Regions from separate parts of the Ovis aries genome. Here region 2 is linked to region 1. A link is a contact called in public Hi-C data. All regions are on one chromosome and are shown on one strand. The core of a region is the stretch at or near the end of the contact, and the rest is flanking DNA. Distances in the headings are between cores, read along the strand shown.

Region 1 (5,720 bases), core at 1,088-3,587:
AAACAACAATGCAAGTTGAAGCCACAGTCGCTGTGGTTCTAGGCAACCATGATTAGTCACACAGTCAGTGACCCAGTTATGGCACACCCTTTTTTAAAAGGACATTTGTCCACATCTTGCTACCTTGAACACAGAAATGGTTCATGGATACGGGGAGGATGAAGACTGCAAGGGACAGGGAATTGAAACCCAGGTTGTAGGATCATATAGGCCACGAGCTAGGTTTTCTTAAAAGGAGCTCTGGGGTGTGACTTTTAGGACAAGTCCAATTGCACTGAGCTTTGACAAGAGAGTGTTTTCCAACTCAGGGATGGTCTCTGAAGGAAAGTGAGGCAGGGAAAGAAAGAGTCACCTCCTGAGCATTGACTTGGCCTATAGATTCAGGATCATCTGTCACATGAAGGTGGGGAGACAGGAAGAGGAAGAAAAGCCCTACATATGGAGGCTTGTGTGGGTTTTTGCTTTTAAAAATAGCATTTCTTTTTAACCGCAGAGGCGTAGGAACTTGTAAACATGAATCCCCAACAATAGTAAACAAATTCTAGGTTCTTTCATCTGAAAAGTAAGTAGAGCAAGTGTCTCTCTGGTCTCTCTCTCTTCTCTTTTTACAAAGGGAAAATGCAAAATGAAAATCCCCCATCCTCTTAAAGGCTTCTTTGCTGGTGAGTGTTTGTCCAGGAACAAGCAGTCTTTTATTCGAATGGTCTCCAAAAGTTCATAAGCAAAAAAAAAAGTGTCCGATGTCTGGTTACCCACAATACAGTCTCTGGCTACATAGTGGAGCTTTTCTGTCCTGAATTTGTGATCTGCTATCAGAGTCCTTTAATTTCTCTGAACAGAAGGCTCTTTGGGAGAAGAAAGCTTGGGGGTGGGGGAGCCACATCGCAATCAGTCTTTTCTTTTTTTTTTTCCCGTTTGCTGTTTTCTTCCAGTCAGTGAGGAGTGCTGGAATTCTTCTGATCTTTCCCAGCATCTTAGTGAACTGAGGGCCACGGAAGGGTTAAGCCAGGCTGCGGGCAGGTTTCCCTGCTGGCCTATTTTCCTGGGGTGGAGCTGCTGGCCAGGCATCACCTAGGAACTCTTCATGAAAAGGAGCCGCCCTGCTCCTGACTGAGGCCCTTTATCTCCTCCAGAGCTCTTCCTTTCTTCCTTTTACTGCTTGTTTTATACTGTCTTCAGTGAGAACCATCTTTTTAAAGTCATAGGTTCCCTTTAACTAAGGGAAGTTTACAGATGTCCCTGACATCACTAATGTAGTATCTGGTGAGATGAAAGAGGCAGACGATGAGGGAGAAGACGGACAGTCATTTTGAGAGATCGGCAGAAATAATTACTGTAGCTGAATTACAACTGCTTAGAAACAAATCATTGGTTGCATTTGACCACTAGTTGTGGGTCAAAGCTTCAATGCAAATAAATTCAGCTTGATATCCTTTGATTGAGCAGCCCTGACCCCAACTGGGTGCTTTCCTTGGTGCCCAAGGATACAGAGAGGCAAGGTACACCAAGACAGCACTCTCACCGAGCTTACATTCTGTGGGGGAGACAGCTAAAAGGTACACTTTTAAATGACTTCTGGATAGGGATGAGATCTTTGAAAATAGTAACGTCAGACAGAGGGAAAGACCTCTCTGTGTTGCTGATATATTTGAGCAGAGATCAAGACCAGGCAACGCATGAGACGTGGGTTTGATCCCTGGGTTGGGAAGATCCCCAGGAGAAGGGAATGGCTATGCACTCTAGTATTCTTGCCTGGAGAATTCCATGGACAAAGGAGGCTGATGGGTCCATGGGGTCACAAAGAGTCGGACACAACTGAGCAACTAACATACAAACACGCAGTGGTGCAAAGAGGGAGGAGAAATTTCAGGTATGCTAAAACTAGTAACACTAAATATATTATTAATTTTGTTCTCAGGCCTCATCTCCCACCTTCAGGATTTGTATCAGATCCTTAAAAGTTTTAACAACGAGTAGAAGAGCTGGTTCACTAAACTGTCTTTACAATAAGTTGTTAAGAACCTAGTCCATTCATTCCTCCAGTCCTTCCTAAGCATGTGCAGTGGGGTCAGCGTTGGGGATGTGCCTACACGGAGCTTACAGTCAAGCAGGGAAGACAGATCATACAAACAGAATGACCAAGAAGGTTGGTAGGTGCCCTGGGTGGTCAGAAGGTCACAGGACCACGCACTGGGGTTCCTTAGTCTTGTATCTTGAGAGTAGGAGCCAGCAAGTAGAGGAAGAGTTCCATGCAGAAGGAAACAGAATTCACAGAAGTCCCTCAGGCCGAGAAGCATGATATTTTTGAGGAAGCGAAAGAGGTTCAGCCTGGGCAGAGTGTGCGTGGGATGCTGAAAGGCAGGACAGGAGAGGATGCATGGCCAGGCCATCGCAGGCTGTGCTCCAGAGTTTTGATTTTACCCTAAAAGGCAAAGGAATGCCACTAGAGGGTTTTACATGCCTGTGTGTGTGTGTGTGTGTTGTACCCGCAACGACTGGGACTTGAGCATTAGAAGGGAATGGCTATAGGAGGTTGCTGCAGCTATCAGATTCCAGGAGATGCAGCCTGGACCAGGGCAGAGTAGCGGAGGGGCAGAGAAACACGTGGATCTGACCCATATATCGTGAGAGGACTTGTAATAGGTTGAATGCAGGAGACAAAGGAGAGGGAAAGGTCGAACTCCTCAGCTTCTGACTTGAATACCTGGGAGGGTGTTAACTTGTTGAGTCTGGGAACACCTGGGGAAATGCAGATGAGGAGTGGACAGGTCTGCCTGTATGCACGCCGGGTTTGAGAATCCTGAGAGATATCCACAAGGACCTGAGCTTGGGGACACTGGTCACCACTGGTGAATTGAGACAATCACTCTGATAATTTGTGTGTTTATAATCTGTCGTGGTCCGAGACCTTTCGGTCATAAGGAAAGGGACTCAGTTAAGCTTGCTCAAATAGAATGTGGAACTCTTGGCACACAGAGGGCTTCCTGGGGTGTGTTGCTCATGGGACAGCTGTGGGGATGGGCACAGCTCTGCCAGACGGCAGGGGGTGATGCGGCCACTGTTGCCTTCATTTCTTCCTTGCTTCCCCTGTGGACCAGCCTTCTCTGCTCATGGAGAGGCCTCCGTCCGCCAAGTCCTTGCTCTCGATAGAGCTGGCTTCTGCTCTTGCTCCCAGCAGACCAGCATCTGAGCTGAAAAGCTTATGATCATTATATGTCACCATAATTTATACACCTCTGTATTCAGATTCTTGAGAAGAGAGGATCTGATTGGCATTTAGAAGTTAAGAGCATGGTGGCTTTGGGTCAGGTGACCATCCTTGGTCCAAGCAGTGACAGCAATGTGTGTATGTGCACATATGTATGTCTGTGTCTGTGTGTATATGTATCTATATGCGCATGTATATGTGTATATGTGATGTGCGTGTATATGTTCTTACATGTCTCTCTGTATATATGCGTGCATGCACGTGTATACGTGTGCACCTGTGTACATATATCTGTATGTGTGTAACGTATGTATACGTACATGCATGTCTGTGTGTATGTGTGTATATACATGTGTGCATATGTGTATCTGCTGAGGGGGTGATTCCGTGTGAGAGGAGTGGTCAGACCAGTTGCCCTGTCAAGTGGAAGACAGGCTGGACAGATGTGGGTACACTGTTTACTTGTCTCAGCTGTCGAATGTTGATTCTGCTGCTCTTCTGTGTCCCAGGCAGCAAGCAGGAAGACAGAGCCTGCGCAGCCAGACTAGGACTGCACGTTTCCTCTCCCATGAGGCCTTGGGTGGTGTGGAGCCTCTGAGAGAGCCCCAGTTCCTGCTCTGTAAATTCAGTGATCCTGCCTGCCCTGCAGGAGAGGGGACGGAATGAAGTGACACTGTGGATGGCTGGCAGTGGGGGGAGACACCCGGTGGCTGTCCTCCCTTCCTCTATGCTTGTTCAAATCACCCTTTTCCCAGAAAACAGGAAAAGTACTTCCATTACATTTTTGTAGTAATTCCTCTGTGTAAGTATGAACAAATGTTTATAGAATGATCATATATTTTACACCACTAAAAAAGTAGTTGTAACTATTCCATAACATTTTGGAAAACAGAACCAGAAAAAAATCATTCACCCACAATCTAAATAAAAACACATAAACCACTTGATTTATTTCTTTTCAGCTTTTCTTCTAGGCATCTTTTTTTGTTGTTGTTACATACACGGAATCGTAATTTACATACACTAGTGTTTTATGATGTTTAAACATGAATTATTTGCATAATGAAAGACATATACTTTAAAACTGTTTAATTTTCGTAAATCTAGAATCCATATTGGCATCTCACTCTAATTTCCTCTGTTTGGTCCAGAACATCTCGCACATGGGACATTGTTGAGTTAGAACTGTATTTATTTCTACCAAATTACAAATATATTCTAAGCAAGAGCTATGTCCCTTCAACTGTACTTGGAGATGTTAGATTTAATGCAGGGCGAATGAGGCCAAGCCAGAGGTTTCATGCTCACAGGAGTCAATTAGCCTTACGCACTACTGTGGCCACAAGTTTCACCCCAATCTTGGTTTCCTACCTTACAAATGAATGGCAGGAATCACCAGGGAGACTGAGAGAACGCAGAATGTTCAATGCAAATCTATTATCATTACTAGGCAGCCAACCTAAAGACTTCTTTTTTCAACCATTAGGTGAACTTGGGGGCTTCCCAGGTGGTGCTAATGGTAAAGAACCTGCCTGCCAATGCAGGAGATGCGGGTTTGATCCCTGGGCTGGGAAGATCCCCTGGAGGAGAGCACTGCAAAGCACTCCAGTATTGTTGCCTGGAGAATCCCATGGACAGAGGATCCTGGCAAGCTACAGTCCATGGGGTCACAAGGAGTCGGACACAAGGAGTTAGCCTGCCTGCATGCAGGTGAACTTGGGCAGAAGAATGCCGAGTAGGTACAATTAGAATATTTCATGTTGGACAGTTGTTGGATTCTAGTATGAAAATCACAGATCCTGCTAGAACAAAACCAGTCCAGACCCATCTCTTTTCAAGGATGGTACCTGAAAAAATCTCTCTAGCCTCACAGAAATAGGGGTTGGCCGCTTCAAACAGTGATGGAAACCAGAAAATTCTTGTAGCATGTTCTCTTTCTTTAATTTAGTTGGAGTTAGTAATTCTGAGAGAAATCTAGTTACTGGTTGGAAAGATCTGAAAAAATGCCCATTCACTTGTGTTACTTGAGGTTATCTTAGAGCAGACACAGAATTTCAAAAATTCCATTTGAGAAAGCTGCATCAATGTGATTGGGGACTTTTTCACAGTGATGCGAAATGTATGTCTCTGGACATCTGCATGGAGTTTTACGAGTCTTACCTCTGCAGTGATGCACTTTCTGTGCACTTGTGTGCTTTCTTTTCAGAATGACTTGCACACACACCCTCACTGCTTGCAACTCCATAGAGAAGATGCAGGCTGTCGAGACACTCACGTGTGGGCCCTGGTGACCTCTTCCACCCTGGCAACAGGGGTTTGTGCCGCATTGTTTTAATTGTGAAGTCTGAAGCGGGCAGGGATCCTAGCTCTCCTGTGTGATGGCTGTTCATCAACAGTTGCACGTCTGTCACATGGGTTTAGTCTCGCATGAAAAGGGAACATTTCAACCACCAAAGCTCTTGGGCTGCTTTTTGTAGCTTCTGAATTTTTTACTCCAAAGTCTCCTTTCTCC
Region 2 (5,720 bases), core at 1,421-3,920, 95 kb after region 1:
GTCTTAAAGCTTAAGAGTGGGTTCTTTCAGAGGCTTCTCTTGCCACCTACTCACATCCGCCTTCCTTCTCCTGTGGACTCTCACCCCCAGCATCCTGCAGGGTTCAAGCTTACCCCATACTCATCCTTGGCCTCTTCTGAAGCAAGGAAGGTCTCAAATATTTTCAAGGAAAAGGGAAAAAGCAGTGAAACATTTTAAACGAAGGGAGACAGTGCGTGCCTACAAATCCCAGGTACTTTCTCCCTCCTTTTCTTTTTCCACATTGGCGCCACTGCTGTCTTGTTCCTCTTTCCCTTCTCCTTGAAAAATCTCAAGACTCTCCAATTACAAACAACTCACAAAATCTGAGAAACTGAGGAAAGAGAAGGCAAAGGATTAATAGAGAGATGAATAGCACAATGGCTTCATAGATTTTCTTTGCTCAAGACCCAGTGGGGTTTTCTCTCTTGCTGGCTAGACTCCTGGGCACAGCCACTGGCCTTAAAGGGCCATGCACACTTCAATTTTCCACCATTGTTTTGACAGCTGATGAGCAAAGGAATTAACCCTTTGAAGCCAAGTCTTCCATAGTTCGTTTGTTTACTGCTTTCCTTCAATGTATGATTTATCATCTACCTATTTAAGTATGATGGAAGGACATATCCATGTACACAGACACACTGTTACTGGATTTTTGACTAGTTTAGAAATTACTGCCTTCTTTACATAATCTTGTGGCAGCTGAATGACCCAAAAGTTCCTGTTAATGGTTTTGAGGCAAGACTTTTAGGTAATTAGGGAGAATCTAGTTTCCAAGAAAGGCTCATCTTTTCAGAATCCTGCTTCCAAAGAACTGTGGATTATTGGTACAAAAGGTTCAAAGGGCAGCATTCAATTTGGGGACTGATACAGTTTACTTTATCAGTTTACTGGTAAAGCAGATTATGCCTCACCGTAACAGTAAGGTTACATAAATGTGCCCCTTATATGTTTTCACACATTTTAAAGAATATAATAAGCATGTTTGTGTCTATAAACAGACATAAGACCACATGACTGTTGGCTTTTTTTCCCTTCAGCTCAGTTCAGTTCAGTTTTTTCCTTAGGATACTTAATATACTTTCATTATTTATATTTTCTAATGGTGTGAAAGTACCCAGAGGGTGAGTGGCAAAGGAAGAGAGCTGTAAAAATGGAACAAATAAACACACTTAATTTTTAAAAAACCTGAGTTCATGATGTCTGACTTATATTCATGTTATCGCCGCTCTTGTTGCTTTTTGGTTTTTGTTTTGCTTCTTGACTGTTGTTGTTTTCCACCAAAGCTGTCATTTATCGTGAGAACAAGAGCAGCCATGTGTTGATTTTTCTGGATTCTTCTTGGACACTGTCCCAGTGCTAATGAAGGCCCTTCCACAGTGCTAAAGAGCTGGTGCCAAAATCAGTTATGCTGAAAACAATAGAGGAGAGGGGTACACAGACAGCGTGTGCATCCCTGCACAGACGTGTACACACCCGAAGAGCTCTGAACCAATACTTGTGCCTGTGCACGCAGACACACGCTCACATCTGTGCAAACACAGAACGTGTGCGCTGGAGCTACACGGAGGGGAAGGTGGGGGCTGCGTTTTTATAAAAGGACTTTTTGCATCTGCTTGTAGACAATTTTTGTGGATCAGAAGATGAACAGAATTTCTAAGTTTTGCAAAGTCCTCATTTGTATTAGAGACGTATGTTCACCTCCTTGGGCTTCCCTGGTGGCGCTAGTGGTAAAGAACCCGCCTGCTAATGCAGGAGACATAAGGGACTTGGGTTCAATCCGTTCGTCAGGAAGATCCTCCTAGAGGAGGGCATGGCAACCCATTCCAATATTCTTGCCTGGATATCTATGGATAGAGGAGCCTGGTGGGCTACAGTTCATAGGGTCGCAGAGTTAGACATGACTTAGCACACACACATCCACCAACTTAAAAAATTTAGATGTGAAAGCAGCAGAGGCTAAGCTAAGTGCTTTCCAGGTACTTATTGAAGTAAAATCCTTATCTCTTAATAAAACAAATAAGATCTTTAATAAAGATGATTAGAGATTATTCAAGATTTTTAGAGATCTTATTTGTTTTTTTAAGAGATAAGGATTCTACTTCAAGAAGCAGCTGGAAAACACTTAGCTTAGGCTCCGCTACTGTGCATAGATTAAGTCCTTAGCACTGAACTTCCAGTACTTTTGAGGTGGTGCATTGCCCCTAAATGGGAAATTTTGTAACCGGGCTCCCTCTCCCCCGCCTCGCACACCCGTCTGCCTTTCACCCAATGTGCAATTATTCCCTCAATTTGTTTACAGGGTTTGGAGATAGGGACAGAGTTCTCTGGCGATCAAGCAAGCGGGCAATCGCCCTAAAGAGGAGCATTTAGACGCCATAAAGCCTAAATGCCCTGCCATGCGTCATTACACCACAGTTATTCAAATTTAGTAAATTAAATTAAATAATCTCAAATAACTGGAGTTCGGCGCTTTAAAAATTCATCTCCATGGTGCCCAGTAGTCAATTTCCTTTATTATTATTGTTCATCAAGTAGAATTTATGTTTTTGAGGAATCAAAATCCTTGCTTGCCTCACCAGCCCAAGCGGCTCGGCCGGCTGAGGTGGAGGCCTGGTGCGCCATCTACCGGCCGATTCGGGCACAGCCGCGGGTTCCGGCGCTGAAAGCCGCGTGGCCGCATCGCGCTTGTCACTGTAAACATCGCAGGCAGGACTGAGCTCTCAGCTCCTGTGCTAACTGCTCCCTGGGGTTTTGCCGATGTGGGTCAACTTGAAGTCGCGGGGACAACCCAGGGAGATTTGCTGTGGAGGTTGGAGGAGGGTTTTCTGTTTTGGTCTGGTCCCTGTTTCGCTGCTCCCATTCTTCTTTATTAAAGGCCAGATGATCTAATCAAACTGCTGTTTACCAGGCAGATCTGGAAAGCCATTCCTTCATTACCAAACACCAGTCTCTGCCCTTGCCTAGTACTGCTTTGAGAGGGTACTGAAGCACAAACGCTCTGCTGATGTCATGAACATGACTTCCCAGATAAAGACAATGCCCAATCATGCCATGGGTTAAGTTTTTAAAAAGTATTTTATTTCGAGATAATTTTTTTTTCCCTTTTAACATCTCTGAAACAGAGTTGAATTCTGGCATGGTCAGGGCAACTGCAAACCAGCCCTTGGTTTAGAGACAGGTTTAAACTACGTTCAATGCAGTGATCTTGTTTAGCAAGTTAAAAACCATCAAGGGACGATTGTGTGTTTTAGAAGGGAAATCCCTTCAAAGCAGCATCAAAATATTCCTCACTTCATAAGTCAGACAGAGAAGGAGAAATACCATGTGACACTCCTTATATATATATGTATATATATGGAATCTAAAAAATGTTACATTTGAACTTACGCGAGAGAAAGAGACTCACAGACTTAGAAAATGAACTAATGGTTGCCAGGGCTGGGAGGGTGGGGGAATATGGGAGGAAGGGATAGTTAGGCAGTTTGAGATGGTCATGGACACACTGCTATATTTAAAATGAATAACCGACAAAGACCTTACTGTAGAGCACAAGGAACTCTGCTCAGGGTTTTGTGGCAGCCTGGATGGGAGGGGAGTTTGGGGGAGAATGGATACATGTATACGTATGGCTGAGTCCCTTCCCTGTTCACCTGAAACCATCACAACATTGTTAATGTGCTATACTCCAATATAAAATTAAAAAATGAAAAGAAAAAAAATTCCTTACTTCAAACTTCTTTGACACCTTTTCTTAATCTAAGCTGCTTCTCCAAAGCTACATAAATGTGTCACGTACATGCTTTCACACTTTTTCTTAAAGAACATAGTAATCTGAGCATCCCAGCAAGGGTCCCAGGCAGAGGACACAGAGTGGATATTTATGTGCGAACTTCTATTTGTCAGCCAGCTCCTCTCCCAGTCAAATGGTTCATTGCAGCAACAGATGGTGTTTGGGGTTTTTTGCTGAGTTTGAGATGGTCTATTTTTGTGTTTTCTTGGGAAGATTTTCACTATTATTAATAAATTCAAATGGTGGCTCATTGGCAAAGAATCTGCCTGCCAATGCAGGAGACAAGGGTTTGATCCCCGAGTCAGGAAGATCCCCTAGAGAAGGAAATGGCAACCCACTCCAGCATTTCTGCCTGGAGTGTCCATGGACAGAAGAGCATGGGGTCGCAAAGGTTCGGATACAACTTAGCGACTAAACAGCAACAACAGTAAATTCAAATGAGACCCCAGAACCACCTCTTAAAAGTTAAGCTCACTTCACCAAGCCCCATGGTTCAGAGTGTTTTTTTTCTCATCCTCTAAAGTGTTTCTTCCTCCCTCTCCTTAAAAGGAAGCCTCTCTCCCTACAGCACTGTTACCCCCAGTTTCTGAGTACTTTCTTCAGATGTTTGTACAGGAAAAAAGTGTAAGGAAGAAGTTGCCAGGTTGGGAACAAAAGCACATAATTTATAGTCCTTCTGCACGTGTGAGGTTACAAATCTCTGGAGACCGTGAGACCACTTCATCTTGCAAGCAAGAGTCAAAACTAAATGACAGCTTTCATTTGGTTCAAGAAAGGCAGACAGAATGGTGCTACAAGGGTTTGTTATTGAGCTTGTGTTTAGTGCAGAAAATCTCAGTTTTAAAGAACCCAGGGCCAGAGAGCCTTCCTTCTTGCTACTCAGAGGAAAAACTCAGACTCTTTGGTCAGGTCATTAACCTTCAGGGTGGAATCATCTTTGCTTCATCTGGTGACTGAAGGAAAACTCTTCTATCAATAAATATCCTGACCGTGCATTTCATGTGGTGTTGATAATCTTGCCATTAGGATTGATTTTGTCGAAGTTATATCACTGTGGCAACGGTCCTGTTTTCGGGCGAGTTCCCCAGGGCTTTACCAACCAACCAGCACACTGTCTGGGCGCTGTGGCCTGGAGTCACCTTTTTGTAGGTTGGTCTCTCCCCCTTAGCACTATGGCTGTCTTTGTTGCTGTTGGTTGGTTTCTAAGTCATGCCGACTCTGCAACCCCGTGGGCTGCAGCACACCAGACTCCTCTGCCCATGGAATTTGCCAGGCAAGAAGACTGGAGTGGGTTGCTATGCCCTCCTCTAAGGCATCTTCCCGACCAGAGACTGAACTCGCATCTTCTGCATTGGCAGGCGGTTTCTCTACCACTGAGCCACCGGGGAAGCCCGTGGCTTTCTGGTTCCTATCTAATACAATCATTTGTTTCCTGGGTTTTTTCCTCTACTGAATTTAAAGGAGGTGTCAAAGAAACACCGGAGTGAACTAGCTCCTTCAAACTCAGTCTTTCATCTGTCTGGCTTATTCTTTTCTGGAGAAAACCAGAAGCAAAGTGTCTAAAGGTTGTACTGCATGCACGTGTGCTAAGTTGCTTCAGTCATGTCCAACTCTTTGTGACCCCATGGACTGTAGCCCACCAGGCTCCTCTGTCTGTGGAATTCTCCAGGCAAGAATACTGGAGTGGTTGCCATTTCCTTCTCCAGGGGATCTTCCTGACCCAGGGATCAGACCCAGGGATCAAACCCAGGTCTCCTGCCTTGCAGGTGGATTCTTTACCCAGTGAGTCACCTAGCAAACTCTCTTCTATTTCCACTTCACATATCTAGACACCAAAAAAACTTTCATGCTGACAAATCAAACACTTCAAAACACAGTGCTTTATGCATCTTTTCTGCAGACTCTTAAA

The links. A called contact is a pair of places that touch in the nucleus more often than the background predicts.
Region 2: a Hi-C map of hypothalamus shows a contact between it and region 1, with 2.4 times the contacts expected there. The contact joins two enhancer-like sites. A contact is called at or near these places in 3 of 16 Hi-C or Micro-C datasets (blood and hypothalamus).

The regions. Positions count from the first base shown.
Region 1 is chr9:39,506,849-39,512,568 of ARS-UI_Ramb_v3.0, forward strand. LOC114116365 (a long non-coding RNA gene) reads left to right here. Exons shown (of 2, transcript XR_003590302.3): 2 at 3,718-4,155. Among named protein-coding and RNA genes, the nearest start is that of CHD7, 240 kb to the left of the region's middle. Within about 2 kb of position 2,338, at least 2 of the 54 cell types and tissues checked have an H3K27ac peak or open chromatin away from gene starts, as enhancers often do. A contact at or near this core is called in hypothalamus, where this site is marked.
Region 2 is chr9:39,601,796-39,607,515 of ARS-UI_Ramb_v3.0, forward strand. No RefSeq gene overlaps it. Among named protein-coding and RNA genes, the nearest start is that of CLVS1, 190 kb to the right of the region's middle. Within about 2 kb of position 2,671, at least 12 of the 54 cell types and tissues checked have an H3K27ac peak or open chromatin away from gene starts, as enhancers often do. A contact at or near this core is called in hypothalamus, where this site is marked.